Regions from separate parts of the Zea mays genome. Here regions 2, 3 and 4 are each linked to region 1. Evidence: chromatin contacts called from public Hi-C data. All regions are on one chromosome and are shown on one strand. The core of a region is the stretch at or near the end of the contact, and the rest is flanking DNA. Distances in the headings are between cores, read along the strand shown. Region 1 holds the start of LOC100285316 (acid phosphatase 1). Region 2 holds the start of LOC103638106. Region 3 holds the start of LOC100384006. Region 4 holds the start of LOC100193945 (peptide methionine sulfoxide reductase).

Region 1 (4,226 bases), core at 1,372-3,871:
CAGTTAAAAGAGGTGTTGTTTTAGGCATAAAACAGTAGTATATGTGAAAACATACATATAGAAATGAAAAAAATTACCTGAATAGACAATTGTCTGTAATAGTAGAACAATTAAGTCTACAAATGTAGCATCGCAAGTGTAAACAATTTATTACTGCTCTGTAAAATTATCAGTCTACACACTATCTGTGTAGTGCCTCAATTTTCAGTCTACAAATTCTGAAAAATATGTTTACAAATTATCAGTCTGATATATGTTTATGTGTGTGCGCGCGGGGAGATTGAAAAAATTGGCATACGGTATCCTTCTACTTTTATTATGTATGCAGAACTGCAAATAAGAAGCAAAGCATGAATGTATGAGAACAAACCAACAGTATATCTATGTGGAAATGTTTGAACAAACTTACAGCTAATCCTACAATGCAGTGTCTCTATTAAAAAAAATGCATAATTAAGATATAAAATAAGCTAAGGATCAAATATGTATAAAACAGAAAACGATGTGCCTACCTCATAAAGGTAAATGATAAGGCTCCCATGTGCGAGCATGTAATTGGAAATCAATGGCTGTACACCACGACTCATATATGAAACTTTCAGCATGGACTGTGGCGAGGTAGTGAGGTACTCGAGGATGGTGTGTAGGTAGACTACGGCAACACATGCTTGGCGGATAGATGAGGATGAGGGCGGCCTCTTGCAGGCACTTCTGCCCCGTACCTGCCCGCACCCCAAGCGTCATTGCTGATTTGCCACCGCTGCCGCCTGTCCGTCCTCGGCACGACGTAGTTCACAATTAAAACCACGTATTTGAATTGTTCTGGTGGTGTAGAGACTTGCTCGATGTAGTTCACAATTAAAACCACGTATTTGACGCGTGTTCCATTTTATCATCGGGGATCTCCACGACGTATCGCTTGCGCCATTTCTTATTTCAGCTACAGGGAAGTCGGGAGTGCCTCAGAATTTTCGGTCGAATTTCATCACAATGGTTTTTTTGTACTGCCCTTGCCAGCCTTGCAGGAGATGAGTTTTTTTGCTTTGCATATTGGCAGGTGGTCGAAAATGATGCATCTGCACAAGTGGAGCCCGGTAATGGGGGAGGCTCTGCTGCAAGGGCTTTGAACCAAACGTTGTCTTCTGAAGAGATGCAGGACCAGCTGGAGCAGTTCACGTATGTGATGCAACAGAAGTTCCTGTCCGGTGAAGACACCGAACATATGGACTACTCACGGATCGATAACGATGAGATGCTGGATGACCACTGGTCCAGAGAAGTCAACTATGACGCAGAGGAGAAGTATTTCGAAGAAGATTAGGTAGTAATAGGCCTACTGTTTTGGTGCCTTGGATGCAGCGCCTCGTCTTATGTGATGGTTATGTTTGGAAACTTGTAGAGTTAGCATGTGTTTTGTATATAATGAACAGATTGTTATGTTCAGAACTCGAGAAACCAAATATAAAAAATCCAGTTTTTGTGGAATATCACTTTCAGATTCTTTCTCTGATCTATTGATCCAAACTTCTTATGCCTGTGGATCCCTTTTGCCCTCTCAGCAGGGAGCAGGTTTCTTCCTTTGCATATTTTCACGAAATTTGCAAGTGAGGCTGCCCAGCATCTTGGACAATGGGGGAGGTTCAGCCGCAGAGAGTTTTGAACGGAGAAACTAGCCAATGGACAGAGGAATGTCACAGTCCACGGTAACGGTGTGATGCTTGCCCACCGACCACCGGCGTCGGTCGCACCAGCCCACCAGAGCAGCTAGGGACGCGATCGTCTTGCCGTCTGCCGACCAAAGTAAGTACTCCCCGTACGTTCCTAGCAATGACTAGCGCTACCGTATTTAGTAATTTAGAAACTAAAATAAAATAAAATTTATGGACTAAAAATTAGTCTCTAGAAACCAAACATCTCTTACTTTTTTTATTTGATCTTCACCAAAATTAACAACCAACTAATTGTAGGTAGCTAACCATATGCCGCTAAGCGTACATGGAATCATCATCAGACGTATCAGTTTTGTGTCTGCCGATTTGGGATTCATGAGTGTTTTGCCTTCTCGTCCCATATCCTGCAAAATCCCGTAAAAATTACCGTTCTCGGTGTAGAGCGGGATACGAAAACCGGTCCGGTTTTTAGTGTACTCTGATTTCAAATTTGAAAATATAAAATTCAAATTTTAGTCAACAAAATGGTTTTTGGAAAGTACAAAACGAAAATGTAAGCCTTGGATTCAGGATAGATAGATGTGCTATCTCTATATCTATTGTTGAGCTAAAATTCCTGCACATGTTTTCTGACGCGGTCCCGCGGACGCCGTCGTCTGCGCCGACCAAAACATAGCACGGACGGCGCCAAGACTGGTGTACTCCGCCCGACCAGCGCGCACAACCAATCCGTAGCTGGCACGTCACAACCCAGGTTGCCCCGGCCCGAAGAATCCTCCTCCCTCAGATTCGAATCCGGCCCGTGTCTCTCCTCCTCTTCTCTTCTTCTGCGACCCGCACGAGGCAGGCCTCTTCCTCTCTCTTTGGCTCTTTGCTTTGCTTTCCCCAAACCGTCCTCTGCTCTGCTCCTCCCGCTCCCTTCCCGAAGTCGCCGGGAGCCACAAGCCCACACGCATTCCCCTCCCTCGCGCTCTCTCCCCGCTCCGCTGTCACCAACCCCGCCTGCCTATTTACCGGCCGCGTCGCCCACCGCCGCACGCCTTCCCACCCACCCCCGCGCCTGCCTGCTCCCCGACACCGGGGGCGCCCCCCACGACGCCCCGGCCCCGCCACGGCGGCGACAGCAAGCCGGGACATGGCGCGCGGCGGCCTCGCCCGCCTGCTCGCCACGCTCATCCTCTTCCTCCTGCTCGCCACGCCCCTCGCCGCCGGACCTTCACTCGCCGAGTCAGAGGCGGACCTCGCGCGGGGCACGTCCGAGGCAGCGCCGGACGCGCAGCAGCACCTCCTGCCGCGCCCGCTCGTCATCGAGCTCCCGTCGGCGCGGGCCGGGGCCGAGCTCGACGCCGACGCCGACGCCGACGCCGTGGTAACGGTCGACGTGCGCTGCGCCAGCTGGCGGCTCGCGGCCGAGGCCAACAACCTCGCGCCGTGGGCGGCGGTGCCGCCCGAATGCGCGCCGCACGTGCGGGACTACGTCACCGGCTCCGCCTACCGCTCCGACCTCGACCTCGTGGCGCGGGAGTCGGCCGCCTACGCGCGCGCCGCCGCGCCGGCCGGCGCCGCCGACGGACGCGACGCCTGGGTGTTCGACGTCGACGAGACGCTGCTCTCCAATCTCCCATACTACGCCGAGCACGGCTACGGGTGAGTGAGCTGCCCCTCCGCCCGTCCGTGTCCGTCGCTCTCGCGTCCCCACGTCCACACAACCACGCTGCTCTCCAAATTTGCGATTTTGTCACTCTCAGTTTTAGTTGTCTGTTATTATATCTTCTCGTGTCTATAATTAGTGGCACCAGCTGTGTTTATAATTTGTAGGTCCAATGATATTCCGGGGAAACCCATAAATCAGCAAAATTACCAATGTCTCGGCAACCACACACAAAAAAAAAACCCCGCTCCTCCATGGGAATTTGAAGGTGGTCTCACTTGATTTCAAATTTAAATAATCCCGCAGGGCCGAGTTGTTCGACCACCACAAGTTCGACGAGTGGGTGGAAAGGGGCGAGGCGGCCGCCATCCCTTCCAGCTTGAAGCTCTACAACGAGGTCCGCGGGCTGGGATTCAAGACCTTCCTGCTCACGGGCAGAAGCGAGGCGCACCGAGGAGTCACGGTGGAGAACCTCAACAAGCAGGGGTTCCATGACTGGGAGAAGCTCATACTCAGGTATACCGTATACACCTCGATCTTGTGTGCTGCATTGCCTTGTACTTCTTCAGGATAATTAATTGGTTTGATAAAAAAAATGAGGATCTTGTGGAACCCTGAGATGTGCGTGCCTCTCTCACTCTTTCCCGGTACCACAGGGCAGCAGGTGACCGCGAGAAAACAGCGACAGTCTACAAATCAGAGAAGAGGGACGAAATGGAACAGGAGGGTTACAGGATCCTAGGCAACTCCGGCGACCAATGGAGCGACCTGCTGGGATCTTCCATGAGCGCTCGCTCTTTCAAGCTCCCTAACCCAATGTACTATATCCCGTGACAGAAAGAAACTGGAGAACAGGGCGGGTGAAAGGTGCTCTGCGTTTACTGGATGCACATTCTACCAGGCCC
Region 2 (4,668 bases), core at 1,468-3,967, 610 kb before region 1:
CGACAGAAGGCAAGATCAGCCTTCCCAGATTGCTCTCAATGGCTCCTAGCTGTCTTGGGGCTATAAAAGGGACCCCTAGGCGCATGAAGGAGTACACCAAGCATTCCTACAACATTCCTAAGCACCAAGACATCGATTCCGCGTCTTTGATTCTTTGCGATAGCAATTAGAGCTCTAGTTGAGTAGTGAACTCTTTGAGTTGTGTTGTGAGCTCTCGTTGCGACTTGTGTGTGTGGTGTTGCTGTGATTTCTTGTCTTGAGTGCGTTGCTAAATCCCTCCCTTGCTCTGTGCTTCTTTGTGAATTTCAAGTGTAAGGGCGAGAGGCTCCAAGTTGTGGAGATTCCTCGCAAACGGGATTGAGAAAAAGCAAGCAAAACACCGTGGTATTCAAGTGGGTCTTTGGACCGCTTGAGAGGGGTTGATTGCAACCCTTGTCCGTTGGGACGCCACAACGTGGAGTAGGCAAGCGTTGGTCTTGGCCGAACCACGGGATAACCACCGTGTCATCTCTGTGATTGATTTCTTGTGGTTATTGTGTTTTGACTCCTCTCTAGCCACTTGGCAATTATTGTGCTAACGATTAACCAAGTTTTGTGGCTTAAGTTTTCAAGTTTCACAGGATCACCTATTCACCCCCCTCTAGGTGCTCTCAGGGGTCTCACTTCATTTATACAAAGAACATGTACCCCCTCATAATAGAATACAAAAGAGAGAGAGAGTCCAGGGACCCAACCCTACATATTATCTCTCGTGTGTTTCCTCTTTGATGCTTCTGGGAAGGGATATGAGTTTTCCACAACTTCTCGTGTCTGATTTGTTGATGGGAGGGAAGGGACCTGATCTTGTGATCTACGGTAACATAGTTCTCAACATTATACATGCCCACATGCACGACGTTGCTGGAGTTGGCCTAAGGGATTGTTCGGTTACAAGTGGATCGAAGGGGATTGGAGGTGAATAAATCCCTTTTTAGTCAAAATTGAGTAGAAGATAATTTAATCCCCATCAATCCCTTTGTTCCTTATGCAACCAAACAAAGCCTAAACGCTTGCAGAGATATTTCTTTCCCATCCCCATTTCCCGTGGGGATAACTCCCAGATGAAAATCCATGTCCTCGCTTAAAGTATACTTAGATCATACGTCATTTGTTATTAATGTAAAACATTACTACTTATACACATTATCAGATGTAATAAATCATTATGTTTACATTAAAATAAACACATTCCTACAATGAATGGTCTCCTTGCAAAGATAATTATTTATTTTTATCATTAACTATTACACGAAAACATCGTTACATGCAAGTTTAACAGGTCTTGTGGGGAATGATGAATGCTTCCCCGTACTCGTTACCCGTCGGGAAAAGAAAATTTTCCGTTTACATCTCCTCATGGGAAGAAACTTTCCCATCCCCATCAACTGATGGAAGAATTTCCCGCGGAGAATCGGGACCCATTGCCATCTCTATTGAGGGATTTTACTCATTTGATTTCTTAGTAATTAACTTTAGGATGTCCAATATGTAAAGGGCTGACATAAGGGTGAAGTAGGGAATATTTGTCTATAACTTACACTAAAACCAAAACGGGGGGAGAGAGCTAGAAGGGCATGACGCTAAGTTAATGCTTATATTGTAATCTTCTCCTTCTTTTATGTTCATATTCACAATATATCATATAAGAGGACGTAGGGTACTACACATAATATAGTCTAAACCTCTATAAAGTGGACTCGTGTAATGCTCGGTTGCACCCAGGTTCGACACAACTATCATATACTCATGTTTTATCCGTTACACTTTTCGTCTTTTGAGTGTCTTTCATCCTCGATTGTCTACAATAAATCAATAATGATGTTTAGCGCACTTGGTGGAGGCAATGTGTTGTTTTTTTCTTGGATTTGGTGCATTTGATTGCGGGTGCGATCAGCAGCAACAACTAATATGCAATCATGTCCAATGTGCAAGCGTGCAAGCGAGTCTTTTGGTCTGTTAGATCATGATCTAAATGTAGACATAATCATGGTTTATTAGAGGGTTTTCTATAAATCTACATGAGCCGATGGTGGAAGAGTTTAAGTGTTAACTATAATACATGGTTGCATCATAATTTAACTGACGAGGAACATTGATTACACGCTTGTACATAAGATCTGATTGCCGTGATCAGCATGATCGATGGTCATATCAGTCACCTCCAACACGTACTCTAGTAACTCCGATCGTGAAATTTTTACTTTTCAAACTAACTTAACTTTTTAAATATTAATATATTTGTATAATTTTGATTAAAATTTTAGCTGTTCGACTCTTTGAAAAACGAGGGACGGAGATAGTACCTGATATTTTGGTGCGTTCTCTATCCTATCTGCAAACACTAACCACCCGCCGAAACCAAATTTTTCATCTTTCTTTTTTTAGAAACGCTTTTCAAGTTTTCATCATACGATATTCGTTTTTTTTTTCAATCAAGGAGAAAGAATCGCTTCTCTACCTAGGCCTTGAAGCACAGAATAGGTCCAGCCCACGAAGCAAGCAGACTACTAAGCGTCAGCCCGCCACGCCCCCGACCGTCCGTTTCTTCTTTTCGTCACCGTTCTGGCCGTCCCAGCGAGCGACGGTTAGGATTAAGATTTCTGGCCTCCACGAGCCAGAGCCCAGCGCGGCTTTATTATTGGTATTATTATTATTCTGTACAGCAAAACGCTAGGTTATCTAACGAAAGAGCCCCCAAAACCTTCCCAGAAAGGCGACGGAGTCAGGTTCGAATCGAAATCGGGGTCACCGCGGCGGCGGCGGCGGCGGCGGGTCTACTCATCAGAGACTACAGAGCAGGGGGTCTCACGCTCCGGCGGCGGGACGATGGCCATGGCGCCGTCCTCCTCTTCCTCCGGTGGCGGCGGCGGCGACGGCGCCAACGCCGCCGACGCGATGGCTCTCGTGCAGGGGTACACGGCCGAGGAGCTCGCCATCGCGGGGGAGTTCCTCACCACCTGGCTCCCCTTCCTCTCTGCCGGCCTCTGTCCCTCCTGCGCCTCCTCGCTCCGCGGCCGCGTCGACTCCCTGATCACGCGAGGTAACCGGCGTTTATGCGACCGTACCCTCATGCTACTAGGGTTTCTCGTTTAGTTCTTGTGCCTGACGTCCATCCAACTAGGCCGCGCAGCTGAGGAATCGCCGCCGGTCGATCAGATTGAGCCGTCAGGGTGGGACTCGGATCCAGCGGACCCGCAGAACCTTCCTTTCGAGCCGAGTGGTTGGGATTCGGATCCGCCCCCACCCCCGCCGCCGGCGCCGGCGCCGGCGCCGGTGGAGAAACCGAGGATGTCGTGGGCGGACATGGCGCAGGAGGACGAGCTCGCCGCGGCGGCGGAGGATGACGCGGCGGCCGCAGCGGCCGACGAGGGGGAGGACGGGGCCGAGGCGGGGAGGCCCAAGGTGCCGCTCACGAGGGAGCAGCGGGAACAGAGGAGGCTCAGTAGCTTGGTGCGCAACAAGGAGTTCAGGTGCTACGAGAGAGTTCGTGGCCAGCTCGTCAACATCCTCGCTGGCCTTGAGCTTCATGCCGGCGTGTTCAGCGCAGCTGAGCAGCGGCGAATTGTCCAATGTGTGTATGACCTCCAGGCAAGAGGGCAGCGTGGGGAGCTCGGAGGTGAGTCTCGCTCTCCTGATTTTTAATGGTCTTGACTCATGGTGTGCTCTGTCTAGAAGTTGGGGTTGAATTCACTGTATTTTCACAATGAATATGTATTGGATGAATGTTTGGATAAACTCAAAGTGCTACCGTTATATGTTACCATAGGAGGTCAACTTTGTAGTACCAGAACTATTCCCTCTAGTATGATTAAAAAAGAGGACAGACCTAGTGCTGTCGGCTCCCACATGCCCCTTAGTTTTACTACACACATGCATGTTTATTTAGGCGTTGTAGGGTCTTGTGACTTCTAGCCGACAGCATGGATTTAAGGTGTCGCCTAGGCGACAAAGCACTCGTTGGGGCCATGGCATTGCTGACGCCCAACCAAACGAGGGGATGAGATAAGGAGGGGCCATGAGGAAGGAAGGAAAATCAGGACGGCAACCAGTGGGAGGCACCACCCTGTCTCCTGCTTCCTTCATCCTCGTAGGCTATGGCGCAATGTCTGGCACAGCTCTGCCCCCCCTGGCTCCAGGACGATGTCCAGTGCAGATCTGCCCCTGCTCAACTATGGCGGTGGTGATCTGAAGGGGACGGCAGCAGGGATCCATTTGACTACTGGGGAGGGGCCGATTTATAGCCCGTGGATGCACTTGGGGGTTACAGGCTCGTTGCTGCTCTTGCTGGGTGTTAGTGTTGGGGGACTGGAGAGGCAGCACAGAAGGGTGGCAGACTTGAGAGGTGTACGGTATACCTGAAGTGGAAGCCAGAGGGGAGTGGTGGCTTTGGGTTGGGCTTTATTTTGCTAGTGGGGGTTAATTTGTTCTTGTGGCTATAGCCCATTGAGTGAATGGCTTTTTTTCCTTCTCTGCTTTATCTGTAATTATGGCGGCATGTCTTGCCCACTTCACTGCCTAAGTGCCTAGGTGATAAGAGGGTGGTGGGTCACCATGCCTTGCCTTAACACTTTAATAGCCATGGTCAAAACGGCGTAGTAGGACCTGGTAGTGTCTTGGTGTTGGCCTTTG
Region 3 (4,738 bases), core at 1,764-4,263, 520 kb after region 1:
GCCTTCCGCATAACTCTGATATCGTTACATAGTGGATGCAAGAACATCGCATAAACTAGCTAAAGCTAGGATGTTTTTTTTTGTTTTATCTAGTTTGTGAGGGACTGGGTGCTTTATAGCAGCATTCCTAGCCAATAAAGATCGACCTTTTGCTAATAATGTGATAGCGACAGCCTCTAATTGTCATATCAGTTCAGTGGCATGGCACGACTCTGACCTGGACTTAAGTAAAACAGAAGAAAAGAAAACCTTTGCATAAAACCTCCATGTAACCTGATACCTGATATCTCATGGTGCATGAGCATGAGTCTCAATACTAGTATTATGTTTCCTCATGTACTAGTTTTCCAAGAAAAAGTTTTTTGTGCCATGAGATAGCACTACAAACCTATGCATGTTCTGAATTCAATTTCCATTAATGCTACTATTGGAGGTTACTCAGTAGCTGGGGAAAAAAGCACAAAAAAACTAAACAGTGCCCCGGTTTCCTGAGCTGGAGTATGTGATCAAGATATATACATGTCAGGTGCACTGCATAAAAATACTGAGTCTGAATCATTACCTCATGATGATAACTAGGGTGTATCTGTAGCTCATGCCACCGGAATATTAGGCTCACCAAGGTTCACAAAAGACTCTGCACGCATCATGCGTAGAGTGATAGTATGCCAAGAGATGAGATGGCCCATAAAGTTTGTAACATATGTTAGCCTATCATCCTGAAAAGTTGAGAAACAAAGAACCACATATGTTTCCTGCTAAGTTATAACCAAGTTGTCAAAATTCAAAAGTAGGTGTTAAGCACAAAAGAGAGAGAACTGGAGCACACCTTGTAGTCTAAGTAGTAAGCATGCTGGAGAGAAAAGAAGTGTTAACATTTGGCACAAAAAAAGAATCTACAACTCAGAATCCATGTCCTTACCTACCATAAGTCTAGGTTGATGATTGGCTGCAATTAGAAAATATGGGATGTCATTGCAAAGTTTGTACTCTAAACATTGTAGAAAACACATGAAGGGAAAAAAGGAGACTAGTAAACATACGATATCACCAAAAGCAAGTGGGAAGATAGCATTTTGTGTATGAACCACTGAAAGCTTTGTCTCATTTCTCTTCACTGCAACAAATATTCAGCAGAATATAAACTAAACTTAGAAATTAGCTTTAGAAAGAGCAATTCAGGAAATCGGTAGCCTGTACTTCAGAGAAAATAGAAAGAAACTTACAGACAAGCCAAACCCAACCAGACCCCAATAGTTGTAAGGCTGAGCGGATAAACTCTTCCCTAAAATTAGTAAACGAGCCAAAATCCTTTTCAATCTGCTGCAGCACACCTCCCTCAGGTAAGCCACCACCTTCTGGTTGCATCGATTCCCAGAAGAAGTGATGGTTCCAGACCTGCATGACAGAAAACACAAGCTTGGAACTCCAAAAACCATCCTACTATTGCCGAAAGCACAAATTGCAGTTTTTTTTGAAAGAAAACATATGACAGACAGAAGATGATCAGTGCAAGCAAAATAGAATGGACGGAGTATGTAAACAAGTTACCTGTGCTGCATTGTTATATTCTGGTAATGGATTGCCATTGTTGTAGGCTTCTTTTATCAGATCCTCCAGCGTATATCCATACAGAGGGCTGGTAGCCAGCTGCTTATTCAAGCCATCCACGTAATCTTGATGGTGCTTACCCCAGTGAAGTTCAACTGTCCTCTTGCTCATGTAAGGTTCCAGAGCATCCTGAGCATTGTACCAGAAAACAAAGGTAAACAAAGTTAAAATTTGGATATTCCTTTAATGACAGCACGTGAATCTTTTGAGATTGACGTCAACAAGCTTACAACCAGTTTATATGGTGGAGTTGTGAGACTGTAATAGGACACAACTTTCAAAAGTCTTCGAGATAGGCCACCCTGCCGCTGTATTTTGTGCAATAAACATCAGGCGCAAACAGCACACAACCTCAAAACACATGTCTGCACAGCAATTTCATTGATTCCAACATGCTTTAAAAATTAAAATATGTGAGGATGACAGCAGAAGCTCAAACAAACTGGGCCTTACTAAACAGGAAATCAGTTGACTTCAATTGAATGCCCAAGTATGATCATTGAATAATGAAAAGTAGTACAGTTTAGCCTCTTAAAAAGGTAAGGTCATCTGTGCAATTTAGTCCCTTAAGAAGGTAAGGTCACCCAACTGCGCAATCAAAATGCCGTCGATTTCCATGTGACATAAGTGAGAGATTGAATTTATATGCATGTGAAACACACATAGACACACGCGAATCCTCTTATGCTAGAGCTGTAGAGCATTATAATGGCTAGGCAGTCCGGAACACAGCAGTGAACGGAAGAGACCCGGACCGCTCCATGCTTGCGGCTTGCCACTCTGCCAGTCGCAGCGCAGCGCCATGGCGGGCAACGTACTGGGTCCTGGGTGAGGCACACGGGGCATCACCCGCAGAAGGCGTGGGCGCGTGGCTCCGCCTCTCGCACAATCGAAACAAACATGAATGCAGCGAGAAGGGAGTAGAAGAAGGGTTCAGTAGAGGGTCCCACGGGGCTCACCGAGCGCAGCTGCCTCTGCTGAAGCTTCACACCCGCCGGCGGTGGAGGTGGAGAGCCGAAGCCGCCATTTTTCTCTGCGCCGCGCTATCCAAATCCACCCCGCGGAAGGAGGCTGGCCAAACCGCCGAAGCCGGAATTTCACCGCAAGTTTGCAGATCAGCCCAAAGCATTTCCAAAAAAGACCCCTGTTGGGTCGAGACTTCTAATATAGATCCTGTGTTTTTTCAGAAAGACACCTAGCTTCGATCGCTGATGGCAATCACGGCCTATATATTTTCCAAAAGAAATCCTAATTCGGGTCGTGACTCGGGAGTAATAATAGCCGCAGTTTCGCAGATTAGCCCCCACTCAGGGAAAAGTCGCCGCAATTTGACTACAGTTGGACGCACTAACGAAAGCAAACTCTATGCTATATTAGGACACAGAAAAGATCAAAATCTCGCGTTCGGATCAGCCTCTCTGTCATGTCGCCAATACAGCGCAGCGCTCCGCATCCACCCAAATCGGAGTAGGGTCGTCAGTACAGCGCGACGCCCTGCCAGTAGCCGCCGCAACCGGCCGCCGGTCCCGCGCGAGGGGAGGAGGAGATCACTGCGGCGGCGTCTTCTGCCGGTTTGAGGTAGCTGCGGTCATTTCCGTTCGCGCTTAAGCTAATTGGAGTTGTTAATTTGGAGGGGAAGAAGATTCAGCTGGCTTACTCCGGTTCGGGTTTTCTTCTTCTTATAAGTGGATCGTCAAATTTCAGGATTCGGGGCATCACTGCAGCAGCTGGCGCCAGGCTCCAGCATGGACACGGCGTTTCTGAGTCCTCCGCTTGCCCGTAATCTGGTTTATGACGAGTTTGCCGTTCTTCACCCCACTAGCTACCCTTTTCATACTCTTCGGTATTTGAGATGCAATCCAATGTATTCGAGACCGCTGCTAACAATAGCACCAGCCTCACCATCAAGGGTATGCTCTTCCCGAAGTTGTTTCGCATATATCGTTAGATATACATTAACGCCTGGAGCAAATTCCAAGGCCTGTGATCTGATACCACAACTCTTGTGCAGGGCTTGATTCAGAGAGTGGCCGCACTACCTGATGTTGATGATTTCTTCTGGGAGAAGGATCCTACTCCAATACTTGACACAATTGATGCACCCATTCATTTGAAAAATCTATCTAGTAAGGTCGTCAGAGTCATACTCTATGGACTTCCATTCTCGTAGCGATAATGCATATGATTTGAGAAAATTTTGACGCTTGTATACCTAAACAAAAACAGGAGCTCAAGCAGTTAGCCGATGAAGTTCGTTCAGAAATAGCTTTCATAATGTCCAGAAAATGCCAACCGTGTGGTGCTGATCGCTCAGTTGTGGAGCTGACAATTGCTATACATTATGTGTTCAATGCCCCAATGGATAAGATACTATGGGATGCTGGTCAACATGTAAGACATCTCTCTGTTACTGTTGTTTTGTTTTTCTCAGATCTGTTATCTGCAACCCTTTTCCGCTCAATAGTTTTCTTGCAACAGGCATATGCGCACAAGATTCTCACAGGAAGGCGCTCTCTCTTCCATACTATTACACAGAAAAATGGCCTTTCTGGGTTCACGTCGCGTTTTGAGAGCGAGTATGATCCCTTTGGTGCTGGACATGGATGCAATAGTCTATCCGCTGGCCTTGGTACTGCCCTTATTTGTTCATTACTGTCTTGCATGGCAAATTGAACTGTTCTCTGCAACTGGAATGGAATTGAAATGATGCTCGGAGTTATTTCTTAGTGATATTTTTCACCTATATGATTTTTTATTACTTCAATAAAGTTGGATTTAGTTTCCAAATCCAATTATTTATGCGGCGCTAAGAGATTTTATTTTTAAGGATAGATCCTAATCTAAATTGTTCTGCTCAGTACTTTCAGTTTCTATTCTTTATTTTCATATGAAATTGCATGGAATCCTCACAGTAAACGATGCTTACAGCCCACAGATTAATCATCGCAAAACTTTACACATCATGATAAAATCCAAGCTCTATTCAGTATTTCTTGAATCTTGCTTCTTTTATAGCCTTGTAAAGTTTCATTTCGTTTCTTTAGTTTTTGAGTTACTTCTTATCAGGGATGGCGGTTGCAAGGGATATAAATGGGAGAAAAAATCGAATAGTGACAGTTATAAGTAA
Region 4 (4,725 bases), core at 1,086-3,585, 700 kb before region 1:
ATATAGTAACACAACGACATGTTATGACCAACTATATAATCTTTGTGAGCAAAATGAAGAATGGATGATTGAGGTCATCATGGCAGTGGCGAACAGCTGAAATATTCCTAAAAATCTTCTTTGCAAAATCATGCACCTCTTCTGTGTCTACATTGCATCGATCGGTTTCAGTCCAAAAGCTAGAAAGAGTTAAATGTCCCTTAAAATGGGCCATCCTTTCTTTGTGACCTCATCAATCTTGGAGTTAATTCTCTTTTGGGTATTCACAGGGCAGAGCTCAGCGGCATATGCATTCAGTTTTGCAGCTAGTGTTGATGTCAGGAGCTCCTCCTCCGGCAAATTCCCAATCAATTGCAAGAGGAACGGTTTACGCTTCAGTTCAAATTTCTGGCGCAGAAATTCAGCTCATATAAATGCAAACAGGAAATAAAAGTAGCACAATGAATTGCATTTGGATCCTTGCTACCTGATGTTCTGGTTCAGCATGATGAAAGACCCCCAATGGTTGGATCTGTGTGGTAACAACGCTGCTACGGTCTTTAGCTTGTTCTTTTTCTTTGCTAAGACCAGCCAATCTGGCCTCGATGGTTCCATTAGTGAAGATGACAGATCTGCAACCACATCAGTGACTCCACAATTATGTTCATGTCTTTTGGACCTATCCAATCACGTAATAGCCATAATGTTCATTCACGGTTCATGAAAATCATTTGCTTAAGATACAAGGGCATGATACATCTACATTATAACATAAAAGATGCATGTTAGCTCAATATATTATAAATCCGGAATTCCGGATACCAAGATTTGAAGTAAAAATGGTGATGTTAATAATCTGATAGAAGCATCAAGCAATCATAGTAAATGAAATTCGCCTAACATGAACTGGGCACATGATGCTTGTCAATCAAATTTATTATCAGTTTCATGATTACAAGATTGGAAGAAAAATGCCGTGGCTTTAGTCTGACAATGGCACAGGACACACGTAAAAATTATCACAAACTTACTAGACAAAAGGGCCACCACAAGTCATGCAAGGAAAAAAAAAGACCACTTTTGCATGAAAGAGACGATAAATCAATCACCTATACTGGTTGCCAACATCTGGCCCTTGCCCAAACACCTCACGTGGGTCATGACTTGCCCAGAACACATCCAAAAGTTGCCTGTAGTGAATCAACCGGGGATCATACTCAACCTAATTGGTTCAAGAGAGACAGTGCGTCAATGCCAATCATCATTGCTGAGGAAACACAGTTCAAATGAGCTCTGCTGCATCCAAACATGAGCGCTAATAGGTGAGCTGATTTTTTAGCCAAGTCTTCACCTAGTTGTTAGCCAACCATCATAGCTAATTTGATCTAAATTTTAGCCAAACTGGTAACTAGCCAGGTGTATCCAAACAGGTGCTCTAAATCAGTAAACAAAAATAAAACATGAATACACGATAAAGCAATCCGACACACCAAGACCATAGGCATGTCATGTCCCGGTTTCTTCAAGCACACGGACACACGGTTACACTACTCATGAGGCTATTTGAACAGTTGAACGGCACCTTGACGCACTCGGCGTGGTCGGCGAGGTTGCGGTACTCGGGGTTGGACTTGGAGCCGCCAGCGTAGCCGACGGAGGTGCGGATCACGCCGTGGAGGCACCCGAACGCCGCCTCCGACCGCCAGAAGCTTCCCAGCGCGAACACCGCCGTGGCCGGCGCTCCCCCGCGCGGCAGCGCAGCTCCCCGGGTGGTGCTGCCGCGGCCTGGGAGGCGCGCGCCCGAGGCCCCCACGACGAGGAGGACGAGCACCCCTATGACGGCCGCGGAGGGGGCTGCCATGGCGTCGGCCGGAGATCGGGAATTCGGGATCGGGGAGGAGCGTGACCAACCGGCGGGTGGGCTGGTTGGTTTGCTGCTCGGCAGTGTGGCCCTGTGGGGGCTACTCGAAGGGACGAAGTGTCGGACGGTTGGTGCTGGTGGGCCGGTAGGCAGTCGGGCCGTATGGACCAAAAGGTGGTCCCATTAATGGGCTTGTTAAAGCACCTTTGGGCCTAACGAAGATAAAGAGAGGTCTCTTCGGTCGAGCAGTTAAAACAGCTCCAAATGTTTCCAAAAGCTAGATTTCGTATGATCGTATCCAGGATGTACCATGTGTGAGCAAAGTGAAGAAAGGATGACTGAGGCCATCATGGCAATGGTGAACAACCGAACTACTCCTTTTTTTCAGCAGAATCATGCAGTTCTCTTGTTTCTGTATTGTAACAATAGATCTAAATTTCCCTCAAGATGAGCCATCCTTTCTTTGAGATCTCATCAATCCTGGAGCTAATTCTCTTTTGCATATTTGCAGCGCAGAGTTCAGCAGTATATGCATTCAGCTTTGCAGCTAGTGTTCATGTCAAGAGATCCTCTTCTGACATATTGCCAATCAATTGCAGGAGGAATGGCTTGCGCCACAGTTCAAATTTCTAGCATCAAAATCCAGCCATATAAGTGCAAACAGGAAATAGATGAAACATAGTAGCATAAAGCACTGTACCTTTTTTGCGAATACACTGTACTTGTATCCTCAAAGTGATGTAAGTGGAATTGCTACCTGATGTTTTCGTAGGGTTGCCCTTAGATTGAATGCTGGATGTTACTTTGTTTGACTGAATCCATACAGTTGAAATGAAATACTTCAGCTTGTAACTGAATATACACTACATCATCAATTCCTCATCAACATGCACAAGGTCACTGGGGACAGTTCCAACAATCCTCATCATGTAATGGATATTTTGCAGCAAACCATAGATTAAATCAGATTCACTGTGAGACTTATCACGTGCTACAAACACATGAACCTTATTTGCCACCTCTATCCAACTACAACCAGGTTGTTTCTTTAGTCCTCGATTATTCATCTCTGACCTAATTTCTGCTGCTTCTTTCCACTTACCAGCTGAAGCATAGATATTGGATAGGAGAGTATAGGTTCCAGCGTTATCAGGTTCTGCTTGTATGAGATTTCTAGCTGCCAAATTGCCAATGCTCTCATTTCCATGTGCATTACACCCGCCTAGAAGGGCACTCCAGACAGAACCTGATGCAGGCTTAATCTTAAGATAGTGAATTAATCTTTTGGCATCATCAAGTCGTCCTGCTCGGCTACAAAGATCAATCAAACAAGTATAATGTTCGTCACGCACTGCAATTGATCTATCATTTACCATTGATTCGAAGATCTTAAGCCCTTCGTCAACCAAACCAGAGTGGCTACATGCTGAGAGCAACACCACATAGGTGACATCATTAGGCCTATATCCATTTCCTTGCATCTTTTCATACAAGTGGATTGCTTCTATGCCAACACCATGGTGTGCATATGCCGCAATAATTCCATTCCAAGAGATCAAGTCCTTCTCCCTTGAAAGATCAAACAACTTTCTTGCCAACCCAACTTCACCACACTTCGCATAGACATTCATCAGGGCAGAGCCGACAAAAGTATCAACCTGAAATGCTGTTTTGCATATCATTTGATGCACCTGCTTCCCTTCACATAGTGTCGCCAGATCGCTGCATGCATCAAGTGCACCCAAAAATGTCACTTGGTTTGGTCTGATACCTGACATTAACATACCCCTAAATAACCCCAATGACAGCTCGCTCTGCTTGCCTTTCAAGTAACCATTCATCATGGTCGTCCAAGTGACAACATTCCTTTCTGGCATTTCATCAAAGAGCTTCCGTGCCCTCTTCAAATCTTTGTTTTGTATAAAACCAGTGATCATAATGTTGCAAGAAGCAATATCCCTATGGGGCATCTTCGTGAACAAATCCAGTGCCTCGTCAAGCCTGTGGTTTCTTGTATACCCAGATATCATGGCATTCCAAGAAACTACATTCCTCTCTGGCATGCTATCAAACAACAATCGAGCCTCGTCAACATTACCGCTCCGCGCAACGCCGTCAACCATCGTCGTCCAAGCCATTACATCCCTCTCCGGCATTCTTCCAAACAGCTCGCGCGCCTTATCCACGCTCCCCGACCGCACTAGCATGGCCAGCAGAATGTTCCAGGAGCCGGCATCCCTGACTGGCATGCGGTCGAACAGGGCGCAGGCATCACCCGCCCTTCCCGCCACAGCGTAAGCCTCCAGCATCGTGTTCCAGGAGACGACGTTCCTCTGGGGCATCCGCTGGAACAGCACCTCGGCCTCGTCGACGAGGCCGGCGCGTGCGTAGCCCGAGAGGAGCGCCGTCCAGGTCACCACGTTCCGGCGCGCGTCGGAGCGGTCGAACAGCGACCGCGCGTCGCGCAGCATCCCCCGCCGCGCGTACGCGGACACCAGCGCTGTCCAGGACACCACGTCCCGCTCGGGCGTTCCGTCGAACAGCTTGCGCGCGTCCCACACGCGCCCCGCCGCAGCCAGGTCAACGATGAGGCGGTTTGGATCCTGTGCGCGCTCGAGCCCCACGGCGGCGGACGTGGCAGCAGCGCTGCCGTAAGATACGTACGCGACGGCGTGCCGTAGGTGCGGCGAGGAGCGGACCCGGCGGAGCGCTGCCGAAGCTACCATACTTGAGACTGAGAGATCGAAGAGGTATGGGCCAAGTTGGGCCAGGGTGATGATGAGAAGTAGAACTAATTAAGTAATTAGGCTCCAGGCCAATGTCCGTGCGTTGATTTTGGCTGAGCAAATGTTTGGTTGTCTGAATTATGGCTATACGAGTGAACG

Evidence for each region. A called contact is a pair of places that touch in the nucleus more often than the background predicts.
Region 2: a Hi-C map of bundle sheath shows a contact between it and region 1, with 3 times the contacts expected there. The contact joins the promoter of LOC103638106 here to the promoter of LOC100285316 in region 1. A contact is called at or near these places in 3 of 25 Hi-C or Micro-C datasets (bundle sheath, ear and tassel).
Region 3: a contact with region 1 is called in a Hi-C map of endosperm, with 3 times the contacts expected there. The contact joins the promoter of LOC100384006 here to the promoter of LOC100285316 in region 1. A contact is called at or near these places in 2 of 25 Hi-C or Micro-C datasets (ear and endosperm).
Region 4: a Hi-C map of ear shows a contact between it and region 1, with 2.9 times the contacts expected there. The contact joins the promoter of LOC100193945 here to the promoter of LOC100285316 in region 1. A contact is called at or near these places in 2 of 25 Hi-C or Micro-C datasets (ear and endosperm).

Annotation. Positions count from the first base shown.
Region 1 is chr9:22,835,681-22,839,906 of Zm-B73-REFERENCE-NAM-5.0, reverse strand. LOC100285316 (acid phosphatase 1) reads left to right here and starts at 2,621. Exons shown (of 3, transcript NM_001158209.2): 1 at 2,621-3,317; 2 at 3,628-3,837; 3 at 3,978-4,226. The coding sequence starts at 2,806. The coding sequence ends at 4,155. It overlaps LOC100502447, which reads left to right. Exons shown (of 2, transcript NM_001357793.1): 2 at 1,058-1,481. The coding sequence ends at 1,321.
Region 2 is chr9:23,445,369-23,450,036 of Zm-B73-REFERENCE-NAM-5.0, reverse strand. It overlaps LOC103638106, which reads left to right and starts at 2,717. Exons shown (of 6, transcript NM_001367260.1): 1 at 2,717-3,079; 2 at 3,161-3,655. The coding sequence starts at 2,866.
Region 3 is chr9:22,315,377-22,320,114 of Zm-B73-REFERENCE-NAM-5.0, reverse strand. It overlaps LOC100384006, which reads left to right and starts at 3,013. Exons shown (of 11, transcript NM_001176617.2): 1 at 3,013-3,189; 2 at 3,316-3,521; 3 at 3,623-3,742; 4 at 3,838-4,002; 5 at 4,090-4,240; 6 at 4,678-4,738. The coding sequence starts at 3,357. LOC100384855 (Superoxide dismutase [Fe] 3 chloroplastic) reads right to left here and starts at 2,665. Exons shown (of 9, transcript NM_001366879.1): 1 at 2,571-2,665; 2 at 1,845-1,919; 3 at 1,552-1,740; 4 at 1,227-1,398; 5 at 1,044-1,117; 6 at 927-949; 7 at 830-853; 8 at 563-719. The coding sequence starts at 1,722. The coding sequence ends at 838.
Region 4 is chr9:23,537,662-23,542,386 of Zm-B73-REFERENCE-NAM-5.0, reverse strand. It overlaps LOC100193945 (peptide methionine sulfoxide reductase), which reads right to left and starts at 2,335. Exons shown (of 4, transcript NM_001139014.2): 1 at 1,562-2,335; 2 at 1,089-1,201; 3 at 467-611; 4 at 1-387. The coding sequence starts at 1,840. The coding sequence ends at 190.